Regions from separate parts of the Anser cygnoides genome. Here region 2 is linked to region 1. Evidence: chromatin contacts called from public Hi-C data. All regions are on one chromosome and are shown on one strand. Each heading gives the region's core, a stretch centred on a gene start, on an enhancer-like site or on the middle of the called end of the contact. The rest is flanking DNA. Distances are from core to core; before and after follow the strand shown.

What was found. A called contact is a pair of places that touch in the nucleus more often than the background predicts.
Region 2: a Hi-C map of liver shows a contact between it and region 1, with 5 times the contacts expected there. The contact joins the promoter of HSP90B1 here to the enhancer-like site in region 1. A contact is called at or near these places in 2 of 7 Hi-C or Micro-C datasets (both in liver).

Annotation. Positions count from the first base shown.
Region 1 is chr1:59,458,279-59,462,462 of Taihu_goose_T2T_genome, reverse strand. It overlaps TXNRD1 (thioredoxin reductase 1), which reads left to right. Exons shown (of 15, transcript XM_048047650.2): 3 at 537-659; 4 at 3,316-3,388; 5 at 3,505-3,624. Among named protein-coding and RNA genes, the nearest start is that of TXNRD1, 16 kb to the left of the region's middle. Within about 2 kb of position 1,767, at least 2 of the 3 cell types and tissues checked have open chromatin away from gene starts, as enhancers often do. A contact at or near this core is called in liver, where this site is marked.
Region 2 is chr1:59,577,714-59,581,404 of Taihu_goose_T2T_genome, reverse strand. HSP90B1 (heat shock protein 90 beta family member 1) reads left to right here and starts at 1,306. Exons shown (of 18, transcript XM_048057380.2): 1 at 1,306-1,520; 2 at 1,837-1,936; 3 at 2,605-2,746; 4 at 2,826-2,942; 5 at 3,162-3,493. The coding sequence starts at 1,472.

The DNA.
Region 1 (4,184 bases), core at 518-3,017:
TAAACTAGTCATGTTAAAAAAAATGTCGTTTTCAGAAAGTGTTTTCTTTGGTTGGTTCTATTTATTCAGTTGGTAAGGCTGGTAATTGCAGATTGTTATGGTGTATATTGTTGTATTTTCCTACTCATATATGCAGCAGGAGGGGGAAAAAAAAAAACTAATTATGGAAGTCCAGGGCAGATGAAAAGAATAAAATAAATCCATAGAATGCCTGTGTCAGCAGGTATGCATCTCATCCTGGTGCCCACAGTATGAGGAGGCACTGGAGTTGTGGTGATGTGGAAGACTAAGCTCTGCAAGGAAACCCGGGTCTCCAAAGAACAAGGAAATTCATAGTTTGGTATCTAATAGGTACTGAGCTATCCAACAATGGATTAAGAAGATGAAGATTTAAAAAGCTAATTAAAAGCAGAGCTGAGAAAACAGAGATGCGCTTACGTACACATATCACAATATTTGCTGCTGAAAATGCTCATTTTTGAGCACCATAGGTGATGTTTCAATATTCTCTAATCCTTTTTGCTTTCTCTGTTCAGGCACATAAAGAAGGCAATCCTCAGAAACTGCTGGAAATGAACGGGCATACAGCGGTGCCCCATTCCTACGACTATGACCTCATTGTCATCGGTGGGGGCTCAGGTGGTCTGGCTGCTGCCAAGGTATGGGACAGAAAATACAGATTTATACTTCCCTTTTAAGTGGGTGGCTGACATCCTCAGCATCTTGGATCTGGGTATCTTTAACACTTGTAGAAACTTTTCTGCCTGTTCAGCAGGGCTTCTTTTGAAGTTACCTCCAGGTTAAAGACAGTCTTATCCATATCATAGGTATAGAATACAATATTATTTTCCATATGTTTGGAAGCAGAAAAACATAAAAATGTCGTGGTATACATTTCAATAGAGTGAAACTTGGTTCCTCTGTATGCCCACTGATCAGAGATGATGCTTTTAGAAACCAGTGGGTGGACATCTTAACAGCGGGAGAGTGCACAGCTGTGGTGGATTGTAACATGCAGTATATCTGTAATCTATTTTGGTAGTTTGCTGCTTACCTATCAATAGGGGGGCACTGTTGTCGTGGCTGAGGATGAAAGATAAGATCTACCAAAAATTCAGAGGACCTGGAAAGGGAAGGTGCTTAATACAAAAGAGTAAAACAGAACTTGCAGGAATGCAAAGCCGGCTTGGAGTAATGAAAAGCCATCTGTTGAAATTTCCATAAGGAGGCTGCTTTGCTTTGCTCTATGCATATGCGAGGTTGTGAGACTGTAGCTGTGATGATTATTGCATCATTTCTCAGCTGTGGGATGGAAAAGGTGTGTGGCTAGAGAGATAAATTACCTTATTCAGCATATAAAGTATATTGCCTCTTAGTGTACTCACGTGATTGTGGAGCAAAGGATGGTAGATCAATAAAGTCAACATTGCTATCAGTAGTAATGTGTGTATTTCAAAACAGCTTCGTTCAGTTGAAATGAAGCTGGTTTATGTGTGTAGGCTTCTGACTAATACTTAGTTTGTTCAATATTTTTAGTGCTTTAAAAATGAAAACACAAGAACAACAAAAACCAACCATACAGCTCTTGTACCAAGTTCCAGATATCTACAGCAATATAACTAGGTTGATTAAATGTGTGTTTTTCATTAAAACATAAGCAGTTTTGTGTGAACAACTCCCCTTTCCTCTCCATACAGTGCTCAGAGCTTTTTGTTTTGGAGGCTTGTCTCCACAGTGAGTGCCAGTGCTGCTAAGCTGACTCTGAGCAGCCCAGCCACAGACCCAGATCAAAACTGCCGGGCCACCACTACCAATTCACAGAGAACAGCTCCAGCCCTAAGCAACCTTGTGTTCACAATGCATTGCACTGAATCCAGCAAGGTCTGAAAGCCTACAGGGCAAGTTTTGTTGCTGTGGGCTTATCACCGTGCAGAAGTGGTTATATCTGTTCGTGATCTCTATTGAGGTGGCAATACAGTGCTGTGCTCTGTTATGTGAACACGTAGCTGAGTGTAAGCTTGGGAATTGTGCGTTCTGGTTAGACAGCTAACGCTGGTAATGTGCTTTCAAACTGTTGTTTGAAAGAGTTGTAAGGAAGCGTTAATAACACATCTTAATCCCTAAGCACCTTTCTGAGAAACTTTATCAAAGGTGCTACTAATGCATAGAAGTGAGCCTCTTGGCCAACCTTGATCTTTAATTGGAAGCAGAAATCTCATACATTAACATTTTCCTAAGGTGTCTACTGCCTATGTTGTTTGAAATATGATTTGTGTTTTGCATGAAATAAGATGCATTTAAAATTGAAATTTTGATTGTCAACTATTTGGATTAACAAGTCTTACTAGTAATCTAACGCTGAAAGCTGTCCAACTCCTCCCAAACCAAACCCAAGGCCTTAGGGTAATATCCTGTGCCTATAGTTGCTATTACATGTCTGAAAATTCATCATGTGATGCAGCACAGTTGTAGTTATTCAAAGTACCAAAGCTATTTTGCTGCATCTCATGGAGGAATCTTTTGTTTCTCAGTTCTCTAGTGCTTAAGTGTTTTTCTCTGGTATCAGTTATTGCCACGGATTTTTGCCTTTCTCTTAAAAATCACAAAGGGAATACTAGAGTCAGTATAGAAATTCCAGTTCTCAGAATCATGCACACACATTGCTTCTAGATTTGCTAATGAAACTTCTCAGGGGAGTTATCATAAAATAAATCATTGCTTTTGTAGAACGGATGACATCTGTGCATCTTGAAAGTCAAGTCAGCTTACCACATGTTAACTAGGGTGAAGAGCAAGAGCTGATCCTGACAACTGCATGTTGTACACAAAATTGAGTGTTTCTTTTCTACAAGGAGAAAGACTGGATGAGCGTAGTGGTAATGCTTGGCCACGTGAATGCTGATGTCATTGTGTGATGTGGTTTCAAACAAACATTTGAGGAACCATCTATGAATGGAAAACTGGATTAATGAAGAACTTGTTAAATATACTAAAAGCAAATGTCATGTTGGGAAATATTGTAAACAAAATGACAGGATGGAGGCGAGAAGAGGTTTGACTCCCAGAGTCCTCTATCAACTGGTGCCATGCTCTTGTTTAGCAGAGTAAATGCCTGTTTTTCCCCTTCGTCTTTTTTTCCTACTGACTGCACAGACTAATTCTGAAGATTAATGGCTGTCTGGCTGTTCTCTTGCAAATCATTCATTATTGCTTAATTAAAAGTCACAAAGCTTTTCATCAATGCATGATGTTATCATCTATTCCAAATTTAACCTCTAATATTTAGATACATGTCTTACTTAATTTGTTTTGCAGGAGGCTGCCAAATATGAAAAGAAAGTGATGGTGCTGGATTTTGTCACACCTACGCCTCTGGGAAATTCATGGGGTAAATTTTTCTTCATTGCAAATTTGTTATAAAGGAACATTATTTACTAAGAGTCTGTTTGTACTTTGGGATCAGCCACGCAGATGTGAAAAGTGCATTCTGTTCCTTTCTCTCAGGTCTTGGAGGAACTTGTGTAAATGTGGGCTGTATACCTAAAAAATTGATGCACCAGGCAGCTTTACTGGGACAAGCCTTGCAAGATTCACGCAAATTTGGATGGCAGTTTCCAGAAGAAGGTACAGAAGGAGAACTTTTTTTTTTCAGTTTTGTCATTTGTGCTGAAAATCCAGAGGTTCTTTCACAGTCAAGTGCTTGTTGCACTTATGTGCTGGCTTTAACAACGTTAGGCAACTTCAGAGTGACTATGCATAAACTTAAGTGCTTTTCAAGTTTAAAGGCACAGGACTTACTGCCTTGCAGCACTTGATCTGTTTTTAATATGTTCTCATTGTGTCAGTATTTGATTTATTCCCCCTGCTGTGTGAATAAAAGCGCTAAGATACTACTCCATTTCTGAATGTAACACAACATCCAAAGGAATACCCCAGAATGTTGTTTATTAGAAACAGAAACTTAGTAATAATTGTAGGCAAGGGTTACTGTTCCCTCAGTCTGCATTGCTACTACATCAGAAGCTGAATTTTTCTTTAGATTAGATCTAGTGTGCATGGTTATAGGATTGGGATCTATTAAGGGTGTAATTCTATAAGGGGGAGCATGCAGAGGCACCTCTGAGATGCATAATCTTCATTTGTTGAGCAATGTCACCTGCTCAGAGCATGTGTCGTTAGAAAAC
Region 2 (3,691 bases), core at 57-2,556, 120 kb before region 1:
CAGGAGCTGGGTATGTGCATGCTCGTGGGTCCCCCCACGTCAGCCACTCGTGGCGGCAGCTGAGGCAGGCACCATCAGCACTGCAGCGGGCAGGGATCCCCAGGCAGGAAGGGAACCAACGCTCTCGGCCTCGAGCTGACAATGATGTCCTTCTTCCAACCACACTCATCACCATGGCCACTTGGAAAACTGCACGTAATTTTCAGACGTGATTTTCTGGAGCCAGGGCAAACAGGATAACCTGGCAACTCTGGCGAGGCGGGACATTATAAATAAACAACAGCCCCAAGGGCAGACTAAGGAGTCAGAATAAGCCCTCTCGAGGGTGGTTGTTGTGATGAGCACTAGAAAGCCAGAAAACACGGGGACCCGCTAAGCACCCAGCTCGTTTTATTGCAGCTTGCTTTTTGTACCAGGGAGGTTTAAATTGGGTATCGGGAGGAATTTTTTCACGGAAAGGGTGGTCAGGGATCGGAACAGGCTGCCATGGAGGCGGTGGAGTTGCCAACCCTGGGGATATTCAGGAGACGTGTGGATGTGGTGCTTAGGGACACAGATCGGTGGTTGGTTTGTGGTGGTGGGTGGGCAGTTGGACAGAAGGATCATGAAGGTCTTTTACAAGTTTTTATTTTGTTTGTTTGTGTTTGTTTTTTGTTTTCTCAGTGACTCTAGGGCTCCGTGACCCCCACGAACACTGTCCCCTCAAGGCCGCGTGAGGCAGGAAGAGGGGGGCCGAGGCCATCACAAGCCCGCCGCCGGGCCCCGTAATGGCGGCCCGCCCCGCGCTGCGCCGCCAGGGGGCGCCTTCCTCCCCCTCCCCACCCAGGACTACAACTCCCAGCATGCCGCGCGGCGCAACCGCGCACGCGCACCCGCCAGCAGCAGGGGGCGGAAGAGGAGGCCCTCGGGGCTGACGGGAGAGGCCCGCCGGCGCCGCCACGACCGGAAGCGCCCGTTGCCGCGGCAACCGTGTCCCCGGTAAACATCCCGGGTGCCCCCGGAAGCCGTCGGGGCCGCGCTGCCCACGCGGGGACCCGCCGCACCGCTGCCGGACGCGGACGCGCCCTACGCGGCCGGGGCGCCAAGCATCGACGCCTGATTGGTCGAAAAAGAGCCGCCGGCCCCGCCCCTTAAGCCCCTCCGCCCAAACGATTGGCCGGGCGGCGTTGCGGCCGGCCAACCGACGCCGGCCACGCTCCGTCCGCAGGAAACCGCACATGGAAAGCCGGGATTGGCGGCCGCGGCTTCGCGCCCCGCCCCCGCCGGCTCGCCATTGGCCGCGTGTTTGGCGTGGGGCGCCGCGATTGGCCGGCCGCCGGGAGCCCCCCTCGCGCTGCGGAGGGGCGCCGTTGATAAGGCGGAGGGGGAGGGCCGCGGCTGCGCCAGCGCGATCGGCGGCGGCGGGGCCGGTTACGTGAGGGACCGGTAGGGCAGGGCCGCGCTCTTCTCTGCCACCGCGGCCCGTGTCGCCATGAGGTCGGCCTGGGCGCTCGCTTTGGCCTGCGCGCTTCTGCTGGCCGGTGAGTGCCCCCCCACACACACACCCCCCGCCGGCCGCATTCTGGAACCTTCTGGCGGCGGAGGCTGAGGGGAGGGGGGGGGGGGGGGGGGGCTGGGGGCACCCGCTCGGCGAGAAGTGAGGGGGAGAGGGGCGCTGGGCACGCTCCCGGGGGGTGGGGGGCTCCTCCCTTCGTTTCTGGGCTTTATTCCACCCCAGCAGGTGGGCGGGGGGCGTGTGGGAGGTTGGGGGGGCATGGGTTTGGGGGGGGGGAGCCGACAATTTGGGTAGCGACACACCGGGGGGGCTCAGCTTGCTGCCTGTCTCTTTCTGTCCAGCGTCCGTTAGCGCTGAGGAGGTGGGTGTGGATGCAACCGTGGAGGATGACTTGGGTAAAAGCAGGGAAGGGTCCCGGACTGACGATGAAGTTGTTCAGAGGTTAGTAGGTGGGGTGCTGGGTAAGCAGCCTTTAAAGCATCAGGAGGTTCTGTTGCTTTTCAAAAAATCAATTTTAGTATCAGTAATGCTTAAAATGGCAGAGGTTGGGGTGTGGGGGAGTAACATGCAAAAAGAAACCTAGTCAGATGTTAAAAATAAAATATATCAAAGGAAGATTGTTGCCTTTTATATGGAGGTAAGACTGAGAACTTGGACTCTGAAGTATTTAACTTGTTTTTGTCCTGTACTGTCAGTTCTGTAAGGAGCAATAAATAAATGGGGGGTATTTTTGCATGTAACTGCATGTGGTAAATTGTGGAGGTTAGTGCCCACTGGTTGAATAGCTCTACACCAACGAATTGCTTCAAATCCTTTGAAATATACCTCACGTTGAGCATTGCAGTAGCTGTAATATACCTCTGTTTGTCCCTCAACTTCATAATAAAATAGTCTTACTTGCAATCATGGATTTTCACTTGCATTTTAGATTGTGGCTATGCACTTGATGATAGCAAGTCTCGCAAATGTCATTTGATCACCACATTTGGGCTATCAGTGTCAGTTAAAAGTTACTGTTTCTCTAATTAGACCATTGCTGTGGTTGCTAGACAATTAGTGGAAACCATACGTAGGCAAGGTTATTTGACAGTTTTTCATTATCTTTACAGAGAGGAAGAAGCTATCCAGCTAGATGGCCTAAATGCATCCCAGATCAAAGAAATCAGAGAAAAATCTGAGAAGTTTGCATTTCAAGCAGAAGTTAATAGAATGATGAAACTTATCATCAATTCTTTATATAAAAATAAAGAGGTTAGTACCTGTGTCAGTAGAACGTGCTAGAACTGTTCATCTATATTCTTGAATTCCTGACAGCTGGATTCTGTTTCAGATTTTCCTGAGAGAACTTATTTCAAATGCTTCGGATGCTTTAGATAAGATACGGTTAATATCCTTGACTGATGAAAATGCTCTTGCTGGTAACGAGGAGCTCACTGTAAAAATCAAGGTAAGAAATACTAGATACGTTGTCTCTTACTGAAGAGCAGTGGCAGGAATGTAAGAAGACAGTGCATCATTATGTTATTCAATTTATTGCCCAGTACTGATGCAAATACAAATTAGGATTACGTTAGGACCAAGTCTCCTTAATACTCTTCCATGATAAGTGTATTAGGTAGTGAGATTTAAAATAAAGTCAAACTTAATCTTTTTCTTTTTTTTTTAGTGTGACAAAGAGAAGAACATGCTTCATGTTACCGATACGGGTATTGGCATGACAAAAGAGGAGTTGATTAAAAACCTGGGTACCATTGCCAAGTCTGGTACAAGTGAATTCTTAAACAAGATGACTGAAATGCAGGATGATAGCCAGTCAACATCTGAGTTAATTGGCCAGTTTGGTGTTGGCTTTTATTCTGCTTTCTTAGTAGCAGACAGAGTTATTGTCACATCAAAACACAACAATGATACTCAGCACATTTGGGAGTCAGATTCAAACGAATTCTCTGTGATTGATGACCCAAGAGGAAACACTTTAGGACGTGGCACAACCATAACGTAAGTACTAAGTTTCCTTGGAAAAAATAAATGGTTTGTAGATAAGTCTTTTTCACTGGAATATGTGGATGACTTTGGCATTGCGACTACATGTGGTGTTTGATTCTTGAAGTATGGATGTTTTCAGTTTAACAGAAATGTCCAAACTATTAACTGCATGCAGAATGTGGACTGGTAATGTAGTAATACAGTTCTTTA